Linked DNA regions of Sus scrofa: region 2 is linked to region 1. A link is a contact called in public Hi-C data. All regions are on one chromosome and are shown on one strand. The core of a region is the stretch at or near the end of the contact, and the rest is flanking DNA. Distances in the headings are between cores, read along the strand shown. Region 1 holds the start of ZNF703 (zinc finger protein 703). Region 2 has its middle 120 kb from the start of ZNF703.

The links. Hi-C and Micro-C count contacts between places; a contact is called where the count stands out from the background.
Region 2: a Hi-C map of subcutaneous adipose tissue shows a contact between it and region 1, with 2.5 times the contacts expected there. The contact joins the enhancer-like site here to the promoter of ZNF703 in region 1. A contact is called at or near these places in 5 of 47 Hi-C or Micro-C datasets (embryonic fibroblasts, heart right ventricle, skeletal muscle and 1 more) and 2 of 2 datasets of contacts at active chromatin or transcription factors (alveolar macrophages and skeletal muscle).

What each region holds. Positions count from the first base shown.
Region 1 is chr15:48,694,993-48,698,808 of Sscrofa11.1, forward strand. ZNF703 (zinc finger protein 703) reads right to left here and starts at 1,647. Exons shown (of 2, transcript XM_003133370.5): 1 at 1,187-1,647; 2 at 1-205. The coding sequence starts at 1,429. LOC110256999 (a long non-coding RNA gene) reads left to right here and starts at 1,781. Exons shown (of 2, transcript XR_002339108.1): 1 at 1,781-1,912; 2 at 2,700-3,689.
Region 2 is chr15:48,817,273-48,821,088 of Sscrofa11.1, forward strand. No RefSeq gene overlaps it. Among named protein-coding and RNA genes, the nearest start is that of ZNF703, 120 kb to the left of the region's middle. Within about 2 kb of position 1,604, at least 9 of the 83 cell types and tissues checked have an H3K27ac peak or open chromatin away from gene starts, as enhancers often do. A contact at or near this core is called in skeletal muscle and subcutaneous adipose tissue, where this site is marked.

The sequences.
Region 1 (3,816 bases), core at 397-2,896:
TGTCCTCGGCCGGGGAGTCCCCCAGCTGCTTGAGAGCCGCAGAAGCGGAGGCGGCGCCGGAGGCGGAGCGGCTGGGGTCCTTCTCTGCTCCCAGCCCGTTGGCCGCCGCTACCGAGTTGAGCTTAGACGAGGGCGGCGGGTCCGGCTTGCCGATCTGCGAGCAAGTCTGGGCCAGCAACGCCAAAGGACTCTTCTTGGCGTCCAGCTGTGGGAGACAGCGGCAAGGGGAGGGAGAAGGGGGGTGAGACGAGAAACCGCTCGGGAGAGTGAACAAGTGGGGTGCCTGGGAAGCTGGGGGGGGGGGCGAGGGGAGCCGACGAGGCGGCGGACGAGGCGAGAAGACCTTGGGGACAGGGTCTGGAGAGCGAGGGCGGGGCTGCTGGGCGGAACTGCGCTAACCCTGCCGGCCGGTGAGATCCCTCGCTCTCGGTGTCCCCGGAGTGCGCCACCGGTCCCGGGAAAAGAGCAGTGGAAGTAGTCTACCAAAGGTGACTTCTCTGGAGTCAGGGCTGAGGGAGGGCCTGTAACTCGCCCCCTGCCCTCGAATCTCCCCCTAGTCTATGCCCAGGGAAAAACTTATTGCTTCAGTTTGGGTAACTTCGCTTAGGACGGGTTTCAGGCGGTGGCGCCGCGGGGTAGAAGCCGGGAAAAGCGCGTTCTGAAGCTAGGGCTGCCGTTGGCGCTCTCTTGGTAGCCCCTCCCTCCCGGGGAGGGCACCCAGGGAAGTGGGAGGAAGAAAGACCTGGGATCGGGAGTGCCGGGGCGTAGTGCGCTCTAACCGGATGGGACAGAGGCGGAGCAGGACCGGGCCGATCCGGCTTCAAAGAGAACAAACCCGGGTAGAGAGAGGTGGGCGGGAGAGGCCCAGGAGAGATCTTCTCCGGCCTGGAAACTGGGTGGCGAGGAAAAGTAAAAGACCCAGTGGAGACTCCAAGAGCAAACCCAATCCGGGAGAAAACATGTAGCTCCGAAAGGCGAGTGTGGAAGGGGAACCTTTCCGGAAAAGCCCAGGGAGAACCGTGTGGGCTCTGATCCCTCTGTTCTCCGTCCCTTCTCACACCGTCCGCCAGTGTGGCCGGACCTGAGCGTCGCACCGAGCCCCAGGGCGCAGGGAGCAGGGCCGTGGGCCCGGCAGTGGTGGGCGGAATGGGGCCGGCGCTGGACTGGCAGCGACCAGTCGACTGACCTCAATGGGGCTGACGGGAGTGGAGGACAGCGGCTGCAGGTACTCCGGATGCAGGAGGTGGCCGGTGTGCGCGCTCAGCATCTTCAGGACCCTGATGGGGAGCCGGTTTGCCTGGCGCAGGGGGTCCGCCGGGGGCAAGAGAGACACCGCCGCCGGCACCGCCGGCCTCTTCCCGCCTCCGCCGCTACCGCTGCCGCTGCTTTCGGGTGTCCTTGGGTTAGATCCAGCGGGCGAATCGCTCATTTGGAGGAGGCAGCGCCACTGGGGGGGCGGGGAGGGAGGGGGAGCACCGGGGAGGCGAGCTCCCGCGGCGGGTGGGCTCGCTCCGCAGCGCCAAGCGCGGTGCAGCAGCCGCTGCGCCTCCACCCCTCCTCCACCGACGCCACCGCCGCCGCTGCAGCCGCCGCCGCCGCCGCTATTCCCGGCGAGCAACACAAAAACCTTCGCCTTCCGCGAGCCGCACGTCAAATAGCCGCGATCGGCAGCCACACTTCAAAGGGATCGCCGCGGCCGCCCAATCGCAGCTCTCGCCGGGACCCCGGGGCGGGGAGAGCGGCGGGCGGAGGCCGGCGCCGCCGGTGGGCGGGGAGAGCCTTAAAGGGGCCTCGCCTGCGCGCGCCTCTCCCGCCTCGGCCTTTACCACTCTCCGCACTCCTCCCCTCCCCCCAACTGGGCCACCCCTACCCTGGGGTCCCGGAGAGCAGGGGACTTCTCCGTGACCCCAAGGTCTGCGCCCTGTCTTTCGCTAGCTTCCCTATCGCTCTGTTCTCTCTCCCTTCGCACCGCGGGGAGTTGGTGCTGGCGGGGGCAGTCACCCTCAGGCCGTGTGTGTTTGGGGTGGGGTGGACTGGGGTGGGGGTGGGGTAGGAGCTCCCGGCGTTGGCTCTCTTACAGTCAGGTCCAAGCCTCTCCCCGAGGCGGCCTGGGGGCGGGCCGTGCCTCGGGAACCCAGCTCTGCTGCGGCCCTGCTCAGGCTCTGCTCAGGCTCAGCTCCGGCTCCGCTCCGGTCCAGCTCTCTTCCCCTAATTGGCTTCTCCCGGGTGGGCTCATTTGGAAGCGCTCGAGACCCGGAGGCAGCAGCGGTTCTCGGGATGCGGGGTAAAGCGCTCCAATAACTTTGAGCCAGTCCTGTCCGAAGCCTGCAAGTTTGAGGACTCCCTTAGGGGGTGAAATGATTGCGATAAGGCGCTGTTCCCTAGGTTGTGCGCGCCGCCGGCGCACAGATTTATAGGTTCGATGTTTTTGAGTGTGTTTTCAGGTTTCTTACAATGTCCTGCTTAGAGGCATAAAATTCTCTCACGGCACAGAGCCTTGCTGCTATTTGGGGGTTGGGGGAATCTAAGTGCTGCACCCGGATACAAACTCTAGAGATGCGTCCCCCACATGTTTTCTTCTCTCGGGGCTGGGGAGGGGGTAAATTTCCCAGGGAAATTTCGGAGTTAAAAACTTTGTATTAAAAATAACAGTATTCTCCTCTACTCCACCTCCTTCCCCTGGTGCCTTTCTAATAAAGTTTGCATTGCCAGCCTCGCACCGGGCAGAGATTTTACATAGACCTAATCTCGACATCATTAAGGTTCCCTGCCTGCGGATCAGAAGGTGAACCTGGGTCTTTGTGCTCTGGCCTCCGGGGAGACCACTTCGCCGTGCTCTCAGCGACCAGTGGAGGCGCGCTGGTGTCACTGCCTCGCTTGGAGTACCACTTTCCCAGCTCGAATCCATCACTCCGATTGTCAGGCCTGTCACTCGGGGCATATTGCTCCAGGACTACCCGTCCCTGACTCTGCTGCTCGTTGATCAACGCCCTGCGATCACATGAGAACCAAGACGGGGATAGATGATTTCAAAGGGGTCCTTCCAACAGAATGAAACAACTGTCATGGAAATAACAAATAGCAATCACGAACCTTTATCATGTTCCGTAAAGGAGGCAGCAGGCACCACTCCCAGGCCCTATCCGTCATACGCTCAACTGAATGTACTCCCTGGATGCGTCTGTTTTTTAGACAGTATGCATAGACCTCTAAAAAATTACACAGGCTTTCCCTACCCTAACTTTCATCCTGGTAAAATTAGGTTACAATGAATGCCAGGGGATGTCCTGACTGGGTGATGTATTCCATATTGCAGCAAGAGGGGTACCAGAAGGAGGGGGGGCCCACTTATTTCATTGTGGTTGTCCTTATTCCCCACCCCCATCTCTTCTCGTGCCAGCTTCTGAGTACTCTAACGTCCCTGCCACTGCCAACACCAATTTTAAATGTCCATTGCAGGGCTGCTTCAGTCTTAGAGGTCATTTGGCCTTTGGGAGACTGCTCTGCAGAGAGAGGAAGTGAGAATGGAAGAGGGTGGGCCTTTGTAGGCATTTAGAGGAGGAACTGGGAAGAGGGGCACCCTTGGAGACAGGAAGAGATGAAAGACCCCTTCTTGATGATTGTAACCAGCTCAGCTGTGAGTGCCAGCCAAGAACTCCTGCTAGGGCCCAAGCAGATGTGTGTTGGGAGTGATTAATGGAGAATCAGTTGGGTACAAAGGGGAGAGGAGACAGACAAAGGCATTTAGGAGTTTGGAAGGACTAGAGGGGCAGGAGGCAGCAGGAATGGGGTGAAGAATGGAGGGTGATAAAATAT
Region 2 (3,816 bases), core at 354-2,853, 120 kb after region 1:
AAACAGGAGGCAAGATGGGAAGTTGGGATGGGCTGATGGGCAGGTGACCCTGCAGCAGCTGTGACCATCTCAACTCAAAGATGAGCATCATCTGGATCGCAGCCATCTGTGGGGTACCTTTAGATGGATTTTTAGGTGTGAGTATGGAGTTTAGAAAATTATAAGACTGGGCTCCCTGGTCAGCAAGGGCCGAAGCCCTGACCTTCACGTGACTCCCTGGCCTTGTGGACGTTTTCCCAGATGGCATGAGATCCTCCATGCTTCAGCCAGTGTTCAGCCTTGGTCCCCTCTCCCCACATCTCTAAACGCTGGGCCCTCAGGTCTCAGGGATACATCAGCCTCAAGTTTACCTCCTCTCTTGGCGTCTGCAGCTCTTTTCTTCCTGTCCATCCATCCGATCTACACACGCTTCACGGTCAAGATCCAGTTTTGTTTCTTCCTAGTACATGGCTCTGACCGCTTTGCTTTCTCTGACCAACCTCCAGTGGCCACCACGCTCTTCAGCATGAATTAAATACTGTTTCATTTTTGCCCCTGATTCATGGTTTCTCTAAACAGTCGCATTTTGCCATTGAGTCACCATTTCTCTGAACTGTCCCATTTTCCTTGCTGGTAAATGAAGGGTTTCGATGGAACACTTCTAAGGTCCTTGGCAGTTATAATAGTCTAGGTTCTAGGTCTGCTCCTCTTGTCTCCTCATTTGGACTGTAAGCTCCAGGCAGGGAGAGTATCTTTCCTCGTTCTGACTTCCTCAATCTTCCAGCTCAGTGCTGTGCCCCGAGTGGGTATTCCCTAAGTCTTTTGTTGACCTGATCTTTTGGCATACTTTTTCCTACTGGAAATGGAAGGAATGAGAGCCTTAGAAGCCTGGTCTTGAGGTCTGGCCCAAAGAGAAGTTGTTCTGTAATTTGCGGATATGGTGAAAACTGCTGTGATGTCTTAATACTCAGTGTCCTCTGCTGCAGGAAATTTACCCTGGGGACTCTGCCCAGCACAGGAAGACATCAGATTAAAGGGGGTCAGGGGGACCCAGCATATATATTTGGTAGCAAAGTAGAAAAGAATTCTTTGCTTGGTTCAGACCTTGGTTTGGCCGCTTCCCACAATCACTTGTATGAGGCTGGGTTGCTCACTGTAAACCCAAACCAAAACAACCACTGTGCTAGCTGCCCTGTGATGGGAGTTAAAGACTTGTGAAAACATTCTGTAAATTGTGAAGCTAATAGCAGTAGGTGTGAAGTGGCCTTGGAGGCGTGACTTAACATCTCAAAAGTCAAAAAGTCAAATGCAGAAACACAGCTTCAAAAGAGAGTAGCAAAGGGCTCTCTTTCTCTCCCTTTTTCACTCTTGGACAAAGACCCACTTCTGTCTCTGGATGATACTCTGTAGAGAACCCTCCCACCAATCTCCGCCAAAAAAAAAAAAAAAGAAAGAAAGAAATTAAAGTTCAGGAGTAAGAGGAACATCCTGGTATATTCTGAAAGTTGACTCCGGGAAGAGAGGAAAATATGAGCAAACAAAAGCTGTCACTCACTGGCAAGCTGCTTCCTCTGGGGAATAATCACTGTGAAGAAAAACTAAAGATCTGAACGTGGCCTGGAGCCGGCTGTGGCTGGTAGAACAGGAGCCCCTGCTTGGGGCCTGCCAGCCCATTCTCAGGGTTTTAGCAGCTCCGAGGCTGCTGGTTAGGAGCCTGCCTGCTGTCCCCTGAGCGTCATGTCTCTGGTTCTCCAGCGTCCCAGGAGCTCTCATGAACCTGGTGTCAATGGTAGTGCCAGCCTAGCCACTGACCTCAGCTGGAAACCCACCCACCCAAACACCAGATCCTACCCTTCTCTTCCCCTCCCCTGTCCCAAAGTCCTCTCTCTTCCCACATCCATCCTCCTTGCCTGTCAATTTCCACCCCACGAATCAGAAGTCAGAGCCGTCCCCCTGCCCCAAAAGCTGGCAACCGAGGCTCCAACCTTCTCAAAACCTGTTTGTGTGCAAACAAAGGCCGCCCCCCACCCCCTTCAACACACCATCGCCTGACTTTCCAAGATGATGATTGAGTTTTTCCCCTGTTCTGCTTGATATTTCTGCCAAAGCAAGAAAAATCCTCGTTGAAGTCTAGCAGGAAATCCAATAAAAATTCTTCAAAAGATGGGCTTGACATTGAAAAACAGCAAAATTATAAAATAGGCCTTAGAAAAGAGAGCGGAGAGTTATTATATCTGGCACCAAGCAAAAGCCCCGAGACCCGTCCAAATGAGCCATCACAGACTGAAAGTGTTTAGCTTCCCGTTGATTAAATATGGAGAAGGACCCAGGGCTGCCAAGCCTCGGGGATCCAAAGTTTGTTTTCAGTCAGAATGTGTTTTCAGTCAATGGAAAAAATGGTCGGCCCGCGCTGGGCTGTGTAACCGAGAAGCCCCGGGTTTGGGCTGAAAAATGGCTGTGAAGCAGAAAACCATGAGGGTAGTTAATCATCCCTCCCAGGCCCCTGTAATTTAACTCAGCGACTCATTCCACTTGCAAAGCCCCCACCACCACCCCCTTCTTTCTTCTTTTCTCAGTTCATTTTGCTCCAAGGGGAATAGATGAGTCCCTCTGAAGCTTGTTTCAGTTGCTCAAACTCCTCACCCCCGAGACATCCCCTCCTGGGCCGTGCACTCTTCTCGAGTCACCCGCTGTTATGTGCACCTTGAGCCGCGAGAGCAGAGCCAGGGATGCCTTCACGTGGATGGGCTTCCTTCAGGGAGATCTCTTTGTCCCGGGAGCTTCTGGGAAGGGGGCCTGGAAAACGCTCCTCCTGCTCCGCTGCCTTTCCAGGGAAAGCTTTTGGTCAGAGGTGTTTACTGACATTCTTTAAAACAGGGTGTTCTTTATTCCAGATTCACAGTTTTCTTTTTCTTGGGTTCTTATCTGGCCCAGCACGTTCCCTGACACTGAAGAGGAGAGGATATGACTCAGCCATAAAAAAAGAATGAGATGTGGATCTAGAGATGATCATACGAAGTGATATTCGTCAGACAGTGAAAGACAAACATTATATGATATCACTTATACGTGGAATCTGAAAAAAGGATACAGGAGTTCCCGTCATGGCAAAGCTGAAACGAATCCAACTAGGAACCATGAGGTTGCGGGTTCAATCCCTGGCCTTGCTCAGCAGGTCAAGGATCCCGCGCTGCTGTGAGCTGTGGTGTAGGTCGAAGATGCGGTTTGGATCTGGCGTTGCTGTGGTTGTGGGGTAGGCTGGCAGTTGTAGCTCTGATTAGACCCCTAGCCTGGGAACCTCCATATGTCACAGGTGCAACCCTAAAAAGCAAAAAAAAAAAAAAAAAGGATATGGAGTTCCTGTGGTGGCTCAGTGGTTAACGAACCTGACTAGGATCCATGAGGTTTCAGGTTCAATCTCTGGCCTCGCTCAGTGGGTTAAGAATTTGGCATTGACATGAGCTGTGGTGTAGGTCGCAGATATGGTTTGAATCTGGTGTTGCTGTGGCTGTGGCTGTGGCCAGCAGCTGTAGCTCTGATTTGACTCCTAGCCTGGGAACTTCCATATGCCTTGGGTGTGGCCCTAAAAAGCAAAAAAATTAAAAAATAATAAAAAAATTTAAAAAAGGATATGGGAGGTCTCACAGTGGCTCAGTGGATTATGAACCCGACTAGTGTCCATGAGGAGGCAGGTTCGATCCCTGGCCTCACTCAGTGGGTTAAAGATTGGTGTTGCTGTGGCTGTGGTATAGGATGGCAGCTGCAGCTCCAATTCAACCCCTGGCCTGGAAACTTCCATATGCTGCAGGTGCAGCCCTCAAAAAGCAAAATAAGTAA